Regions from separate parts of the Ovis aries genome. Here region 2 is linked to region 1. Evidence: chromatin contacts called from public Hi-C data. All regions are on one chromosome and are shown on one strand. Each heading gives the region's core, a stretch centred on a gene start, on an enhancer-like site or on the middle of the called end of the contact. The rest is flanking DNA. Distances are from core to core; before and after follow the strand shown.

Region 1 (4,528 bases), core at 1,224-3,723:
AAAAAATAAAGCACCTCTGAAACTACAAGTAGATGAGGGTGGTTCAAAGAATCAAGGTTGTACAGTAACTGCTAATTATATGTAGTATTCACTTGTTTCTGTGCAAGTAACTCTAAGTTACCCACGGTGGTGAATGGAGGAGTAACAGATGACCCAAAATACATATACTCAGCTTTACGAATAAAACATATGGTCTAAATAGATAATCCAAAGTAATGAATATCTGGTTAAAAATAAAGTATATATGATCACCCCTACTATATTTACCTCCCAAATTATAGGTTGATTCAGGCTAATATTAATTTCCTTATGGAGAGAACAAAGACAGAAGAATTCTAAATAATACAGTGAGTAGTAAAATCACCACCTCCTTACAAGAGCAGAAAACATATTGGTTTATAACACTTTCATATCAGCTCCAGAGAGAGTAACAAAACACACACACACACATACAGGAGAACCACAGAGAACACACACAGAAACATTTAAATTCCCACTGCACAGGAGAACCAGGTTAGCTCCTTGTTGCTTCTATTAAACCTATCTGAGTAAAAACTGGTTTTTGAATCATCCATATATGGATAATCAAGAGGCAAATCAAATACATACAATTTAAATACACTGGTTACCAGGCACTTCACAAAATAAAAAATTTCATGAAACAGTTGACGGAAACGAAGCCAAGAGTTCCTTAACTTCTTGAGTTTGTCAAGAAGTTAAGAGTTGAGTTCGTCTTCTTTAGCTCTATTGATAGAAGTCATTATTTGTTCTCCTGAAACATTAGGTAGCCGCCAAAAACAATACACATACGTACACACACGCACACATACCCGGATCTTGTATTATCACTCAGAAAGGAAACCTAGGGAAGCCTCGGAAATGAATTTCATCAGCTCAGAAAGACACAGATGGTCTAACAACTCCAGGTAGACCCAAGTACATGGAAAAGTGTCCAGAAAATAACGTATTTTTTTCCCAAGGCCCTGTGCAATTAAACGTGAGTATAAGATAAAAGTTCTTCAGACTAAGACTCACTTGCAAAGCCCTCTACTGGGCGTTTTTATGAAGCTCTGACCAACTTTTGTGTTTCCCACAATAGCGCTAAACCACGATTATGCATCCTGCTGATAAAAACGGGCCTGTGGCACTGAACAAACCATGCCAGAATCCGTAACGGCGCTGGCTAAACAACTTCCCCGCCACTGCTGCGATGCCCACTCCAGAAGGCCTCTGCATTCAGAGCAAGACAAGCAGCAACCGAAACCGGCTGCAGACCAGGGGGCTGCCTGCACACCGCGAGGAAGGCGAGACGCCTGCAGACTCAGGAAGTTGCCTAACCCGGGGGGAAGCTCCTGCCCTCCTCTAAAAAAGGGAGCGTGTAGGCTGGCAGACCGAAAGATGGAAAATTCATTCAAGAATTCCTGGCTGCCTACCCTGCACACGTAGGAGGTAAGTTAAGACGCTGAGAAGCAGGTATGGAAAGAGAACAGTTCACAAACTGATCATGATCCAACAGCTCAGTGCGAAGGCCCAAACTCGGGGAGCCGGTGCCTCATCCAGTAGTAGGGAAGGTAATGGTCCGGGCTGCTCCGGTCCTCCACCAATAGCCCTTTTCCAGCAGGCGCCGGGCTGCTCAGAACCAGACCTTCAGCAACCGGAGCTCCCTCCCACATGGTTCCAGGGGCGCAACCCTCCACGGCCGCCCCGAGGCCATGTGGCCGGGGCCGCCCGGGTGCCCCAGACCCCGTGAACGTTCCAGGCGTGAAACCGGAGGAGAGGAAGTGCAGGGATAGACCCAGAGAACGGGATGTTGGGGTGCGAAACTCACTTCCTCTGGGCTTTGTCCTTCTTGGCCTTGGTCCTTTTCTTTCGGGCCTGGAGCGCAAGCACTGCAGGAGAGAGGGATGGATGAAGGGCGAATGGGGAGAAAAGGAGGCGACCAAGGTGAGGGTGGAGACCCAGCAGGGGTGCGAGGCCCGGGCGCCGGGCCTGCCTGAGGGGCGGCTCCAGGCCGAGGGCCGCGGCGTTTGCTGGGCGGCCGCTCGGGGGGCTGGCGGCCCACGGGGCGCAAAGCAGCGCCCAGGCGGGGCGCGCCGGAGGGGGCTCGGGCCGGGTCAGGGAGCTGGCGAGCAGTGGTCGGCCTCGCCGGGCGAAGGCCGGGCCCTGGAGCGGCCCCAAGCCGCGGGCCGGCCTGGCGGGGAACAAGGGGCGATGACTGCCGGCGCGGAAGGACGCCCGAGCTGAGGGGCGCGGACCCGCAGCCCAGAAGCTGGGGGTGAGGGGCGGCGCCACCTCAGTGGAGAGGTGCCGCACGCCCGGGGACCGGACGGCGACGGTTAGGCGAAGCTCCCGGCGGTGACCCGGGCCTCGCCCCCGGCGGCCGTTGCCCCTCGTGGCGGGAGGCCGCTCCACCGCTCACCTTTCCGCTCCATGGCGAGACCGGTAACCGCCAGGCGCCTGCGCACTCGAGTGGCGGTGACTCCCGCTCCCGCCGCGGCCCCAAACCCAGCCCGCGAACGCCCCGCCCCCCGGCGCCCGCCCCGCCCCGCCCACGACGGCGCGCGCCTGCGCGCTGAGCGCGGAGCCTACCACCTGCTCGCGAGGAGGGGAGGGCGTGAGGAACCGGAGAGGAGGGGAGGGGAAGAACGCCGAGGGTGAGCGCGCGCGGGGTGTTTGAGAAGCGAGCCTTGGAAGCCTCACAGTGCGAGCTTTATTCTGTTCGCCGGGCGGTCGTCCCCTGAGGAATGGCGAACAGGGTGGCATAGAGGGTTCCGTGCGTGCTGAGTCAGAGCTCCGTAGCCGACTGTAACCTGCCTTGGTTTCCTGGTCTGTAAAAGGGAGTAATCAGGTGTATCCCAGTCCCTCCACTGCGCTGTTGTGAGGGACAGTTGAGAAACTTTGAGGAAAAGTGAGGGAGAAATTACAAGAAAGAAAAAGGAGTAGGAGCAATACAAGGACTGGAAAGAAGGAACCTGTGACTTTATCGTTACTTGAAAAGCAAAGACTTTAAAAGTGAGTTTTCTCATACAAAGTCAAATGAAGACTGTTAAAGGAAAGAAGCGGGAGAATAAAACTTAGTATTTTCTTATTTTACCACTTTATCAACTTTTCAGTACAGATACACGCAGTTGTCTTTATAGAATAGTTTTACACTTTTCTAAGTGCACGGTCTCATTTGATGTTCATGACAGCTTAAAGGCAAGATAGTTATTAGTTCCACTACACAAATAAGCTAACTCGGAGGGGATATGTACTCAGGACCTTGGTGTCCTGACACAGTGATCAGTCATCAAATAACTTGTATAGCAGGGTTAGAAAAGTGTTTCTGTAAAGGGCCATGTAGTAAACTTAAAGGCTTGGGGATCATAAGATCTGTTAACTATTCAGCTCAGCCACTAGAGCTCAAAAGCTTCTCAGTGCTCAAACCAAGCCTTATTTACAGTCCCTGAAACTTGAATTTCATGTAATTTTCCGGTATCATGAAATGATATTTTCCTGTTGATCTTTTCCCATGATTTCAACCATTCTTGGTTCGGGCCTTAGTTTGCCAACCCCTTTGTAAAGTACTACAGCAGGACAGGTGGAAGCCTGCAGATCCTTGCTTTTCTAGAAGTTACTCTAGTGGGGAAGACCGAGAAGTAATTAATTAACCGAGAGGGGAAGATGAAAGTACAATAATGCTGCACAGGTCAAGCATGGGGGCTTGGGCAGGATTTTATTGAGCAAAGTAGGTCGTTAAGTCCAGCCAGGGAGGAGACAGCATTTGTGCTGGGTCTTGGGAAATGTGTAGGATTTCCAGAGGTGGAGGAGATGTCACACATTGCTGAATGAGAAAAACAATTGAGCAAAAAGACGCAGGCTTGGACACCCACAGGCGGGGACCGAGGCTGGTAATGACTGAAGAGATGAAGTAGAATGTGAGGCTGGAAATGTAGGTTTGCCAAATTTGAAATTTAGATAATTAATATCTGTTGCAGGGAACCTGAATGATAGCATTTCTAGGCAGATTGCAAAAGAGGACAGCACCTGTTGTCCAAGGAAAACTACAACCCAGTTTCCTCTGAGTTCTATCCTTGAAAACAAAAGGAGATTTGGGGCAGACATTGAAACCCTGGAGTCTGAGGATTCTGCCTGCTCAGGATTTAGAAAAGACAGGAGAGTGCTGGTGGCTCAGGAAAAGTCCCAGAATGGGGAAAGTACTTCCCACAGAAAGTAAACTCTATGGGAGTTGGAGTGCTCCTTGGGTTTTCCTTGGTGTATCCTAACAAGCACTTATTAGGGTGTCTGACACTTACTAGGTGCTCAGATATTTGTCTAATCAAAGAAGAAATGATGTGGGAATTCCCTGGTTGTCCAGCGGATAAGACGCCAAGCTCTCACTGCCAAAGTCCCAGGTTCGATCCCAGGTCAGAGAACTAAAAATCCCAGATGCCACAGGGCGTGGCCAAAAAAACAAATGACGTGCAATTTATGAGAAAGGTCTGGATGAGGGAGAGAAACCACTGAGAGGGACAATTGGAGAGCTGTG
Region 2 (4,446 bases), core at 1,821-4,320, 160 kb after region 1:
TCCTTTTATTTATCTATTTTGATACTGCTTATGAGCAGCACTTTTTTAAAAATCCACGAGACAAAGGTGGAACACTGACCTGTGAAAATTCTCCTGGTGACAGACAGGATGGACTGGAATGAGACTTAGCTTACCTCTCAGTATCTTCAACTCTGTGGCTTACAGAAATCTCCTGGGAGTTGCCTAGAACATTTAGAAGTGAATAGACTATCCCTCTTTTACTTTCTTTCCAAATAACCCATTACCCTTAGGATTTTTTCCCTCACCTACTCATTCTAGCTACCTGTTACTTTTGTTACAGAGGACCTAAAGAGTAATCTTAGGCCTAAGTTGTTTAAAGAAGAATCAGGAGATTTTTAATTAAAATTTTGACATTGTGATTATTACAATTAAAACACATTTTTAACTACCAGTAAAAATATCTGCTGTCTAGGGGAAAATGGGGTTAAACCTGGTAAGAAGGATGGCTTGCTGTGGAAATAACTAATTGTCATAATGTGGTAAGTTTTGCTTTGCTCTGCTTATATAGTTACTTGAAGTTCCTTCTGGCCTTAACTGCCTGGACAAATTGTAGTGGCCTTACTGTAGCTGGTATTATTGGAAGACTGACCTGTATTTCAGTGGATTTGCCAGCTCTTGGAGAACCAATGGTGATTTCTTTTGAAGTTTGCAGCTTTGCCTTTCTTGATGCAAGTGCTTTTAGCTACTAAGTAGGTTTTCATTTTGCACTGTGTGTTTACTAATCTCCTAAGTATCGACTGTCATGCTGTACCCACTCTCTTTATCTGTACCCCTTATGCTCTCATCGCACTGTATACTCTTTAGAGTGTAAACGTTTCAGATGACCATTTGCATATGAAGTGAAGCAACTTTTCTTGACTTTTTTGTATATAGACTTCCCATTAGAATATAGTTATTCTAGATTTTTGAGGGCAAGACAGAGGGGTGGAGTTGCTTTGAAAAGTCTATTACAGGAAGACCTTTCAAGTTAATATTTATTGAGCTATTCAGTGGAAGGTGCTAAAGATAAGATGGTACCTGTCCTCCAAACCAGAATGATCATACTTAGCAGAACGTGAGTTACAGGAGTCATTTGAATGAAGGTCTGTTCTCTACTTATAAAACAAGACAGAGTGAACAGATACTGTAATAGAGTGTAAATAAGTTAGGGAGAAGAAGCAGAGATTAATTCAAGTTCAAGATACGCAGGAAGACTTCATGGCAGAGTTCTTGTTTGAGCAGGACTTTGAAAAGTAAATAAGGAGAGAAAAGGTATGCTAGGAGGGGAGAATGGAGGGTATTGCTGTTTATGACTTGCATAAATAAGAAGGTGGAAGCTTAAAAGTGCCTGGAATATTTAGTGTGAGTTGAAACATTGAGTGCATGAAGGAATAATAGTTTGAGGGGAGAGTCAGGAAAAACTCTTGATGCCAAATCAGCAAAGTCTGTGAACTTGAAGTTGAGGATTCAGGGCTTTACTTTATTCTTCAGCCCTGAGATTGTTTCTTACTGGCTGAGGTGGAAAAGGACCTGGGGTCCCCCAAATCATTGCTCTCATGACCACTGTGACCAGTAGGAGTGGCTTACTTTTCAGGTATATTGGGGTGAAGGTAAGATTCTTGAGAAACCCACAGCCCAGAGTCTTCCTCAGTGGGGGCATAAAACTTGACTCTCTAAAGTAGTTCAGTTTTTTCCCTCAGTATTGAAATTTTAGCCTCCAGAACACATTCATTTTTGCCCTCTACAAAGAACAAAATTCTCTCCTATTTTTTCTAATTTAATTTTTATTTTATATTGGATTATAGTTGTTTTATAATGTTATTCTCTACTGTTCTAATTCAGAAGTAACTTCTGTGAGTGGGCTCCCCTGTCCGTGGAATTCTCCAGGCAAGAATACTGGAGTGGGTGGCCGTTCCCTCCTCCAGGGGATCTTCCCAACCCAGGGATCAAACCTGTGTCTCCTGCATTGCAGGCAGATTCTTTATCATCTGAGCCACCACAGAAGCCCTTCTGAGAGTGGACTTGCTGTTAATTTATTTTCTTATAGAACATAAATTGTTTGGGTCTGGGATAGGATTCTGTACTTAAAGGGCCACCTAGTAAATATTTCAGGCTTTGGGAACCATACAGCTTTGCCACATAAGGTGAAAGCAGCCGAATGGCCTGGTTGTGTTCCAGTGCAGCTTGATTTGCTGACTCTTGTCTAGAATCTTCTTGTATTTAAGCCAGTTTCATATCTGGAGGGGGAAAAAGAATAGGGCAAGTTACTATTGCGTAACCAGTTCCTGTAACTCCAGCAGCTATGGCTCACAGTGGCCATTATCTTTTGCACTGCACTGCCTTCTTACGTCTAATCGTAAACAAGTCTTCTCTTCCATTCTCCTCCTCTCCATCTTGCTGTACCTTCTCGAATACTTTGAGTGCTGAGCATGTAGCAGATGGTAGTCTGAGCACTGGGGACGAGTGGTGAGCAGGCAGAGTAGCCCCCCTCTCAGATCAGTGGAGGTGACAGCCAATAGCAGACGAAGCAGCTACAGATGTGAGGAGCTCACGCATTGTGCTGAGAGGGAGGGTGACCAGGAAGGCAGTGCCTCTTCTGTAGCGTAGGGGACGCTTCTCTGAGGAAGTGAAGGTTAAGCTGAGGCCCGAAGTTGAGAACGAGCTAATCCTGCAAAACCTGACAGGTTTTTTTTATGGCAAGAGTCAGGAGATAGTCATCCTCTCTTCCTTTTCCCTCTGAATGTCAGTGTAGACATGGCATGGATAACATTTAAAGTTTCATTAAAAAAAAATACTGAGAGTTATAAGATTTTTTTTTTCCTTTTTAGCTTTATAGGCAAGGCTAAAAGCAGTCAGAGTAAGTGGAAAGTTTCTGACTTCTGGTCAGTATATGCACATACATGGTGAGTATGCATAGAAGAGTTGGCTGCACAGTAAAGGTTTGGGTGTTGTGGCCTGTTATGTAGAGCTCGGGGGGTGTGTGAGGTCTGTCAGTACATTTCTGTAAGGTCGAAGCCTCCTGTGCCCTGTGTTACTGCCGCACTCCTGAAGGATGTGTGCTGCAGTGGGGTGGTGGGGCCCTCTGCTGGCCACTGTCGCTCACAGTCCTCTGCCTGCCGCAGCCAGGGAGGGTCTCGGGAGGACGTCTCAACTGGTTAGGCCCTGGATCTTTGCAGGTCCCTGCCATATTACAGGCTCCTTAGGTCAAGCCTTAGAGGAATATTCACAGGTAGGCTTGTGTATATCCCTAACTCCTGTGCTCTCTGCTGCTTTCTTCTCTGTGGCCCTCTGCTGACTGGTGTTCTTTGCTTGACTGGCTCCTGGTGCTTTGGTGGAAGGGAAGGAGGTAGGTGTGGGCTGAGCGTATGGACTGAGTGCTGCTTATATGTTTTCACCTGCTGTCTTTGGCAGCTAAGTACCCAGCTACAGCTGCTTAACTCTACTGACAGGGGATGTTGACAGATGCACAAAATAAATATAAGTCGGGTATGTGTGTGGTAGCTTTTGAAAATTTGTACAGGAGGAGCATGTTCTACTTGAAGTGACCGTCCTGCCGAAACCTTGACCTAGATCAATTCACCATTTTGGCTTGGTTTGGGGTTTTAAGTTTTTGTTATTGGGGTGTTTTGTTTGTTTGTTTTGTTTGTTTTTCATTTTTATTTTGTCCCAACATTTTCCTTTATAGTCCACCATTAGATATTGATCAGTTGAAGCTCATTTTAAGACTCGTTGGAACCCCAGGGGCTGAGCTTTTGAAGAAAATCTCCTCAGAGTCTGTGAGTTGCTGCCTTGATTGTAATTATCTGCCCTGTTGGGAGCCTCTGCCACTTCCCTTCTGTCAATCTGTACTTTGACCTGGGTATGTTTGTAAGCACATGTGCCCTTTGTGTGCTGACTCCAGGATGAGGTGTGTGTGTGTACGTGTACCTGCCTGCTCACATGCATGAGTGTGTTTTGTTTTCTCTCTGGGTATAGTACTGGAGCATGGGAGCTTGTGTTGGGCAGTAGTATCGCAGTAAGTGAGATTTGAGATTCTGATTCATTCCAGGAGATGGAAAATGTGTTGTCTCCATTCTCCAGCCCTGACATCATCTTTCTCAAAGTTTCACTCAAGGGCTCCTTTCACTTTTTTGGTTAGTATTTATCCTCAAAGCATGAGCTTTACCGTCTATCAGTCTAGCTTTCTCACTGAAAGGATGGAAAGTGCGTTGCCTGCACTCTCTTCCCCTTTCCCAGGAGTTACTTGCTTTTTATTGCTTTAGAATAAGACAACTTGCACATCCTGGGTAAGGTGTCTGTTCTCCACAGGGGTCGGCATCTACCCAGTCTCCAGACCGTCAGAGGTAACATCCCCACTGCTGACGCCTCGGATCCACAGGATAAGGGTTGTGAATCCTTCTCCCACAGCCTGCCTGTGTAATTACAAGTTTGAGTACCCTGAGAAAA

Evidence for each region. A called contact is a pair of places that touch in the nucleus more often than the background predicts.
Region 2: a Hi-C map of hypothalamus shows a contact between it and region 1, with 4 times the contacts expected there. The contact joins the enhancer-like site here to the promoter of SRPK1 in region 1. A contact is called at or near these places in 6 of 16 Hi-C or Micro-C datasets (blood, hypothalamus, liver and 3 more).

Annotation. Positions count from the first base shown.
Region 1 is chr20:9,991,745-9,996,272 of ARS-UI_Ramb_v3.0, forward strand. SRPK1 (SRSF protein kinase 1) reads right to left here and starts at 2,474. Exons shown (of 17, transcript XM_015102678.4): 1 at 2,400-2,474; 2 at 2,375-2,398; 3 at 1,829-2,373. The coding sequence starts at 2,432.
Region 2 is chr20:10,149,766-10,154,211 of ARS-UI_Ramb_v3.0, forward strand. MAPK14 (mitogen-activated protein kinase 14) reads left to right here. Exons shown (of 12, transcript NM_001142894.1): 9 at 3,697-3,776. Among named protein-coding and RNA genes, the nearest start is that of MAPK13, 30 kb to the right of the region's middle. Within about 2 kb of position 3,071, at least 39 of the 54 cell types and tissues checked have an H3K27ac peak or open chromatin away from gene starts, as enhancers often do. A contact at or near this core is called in hypothalamus and liver, where this site is marked.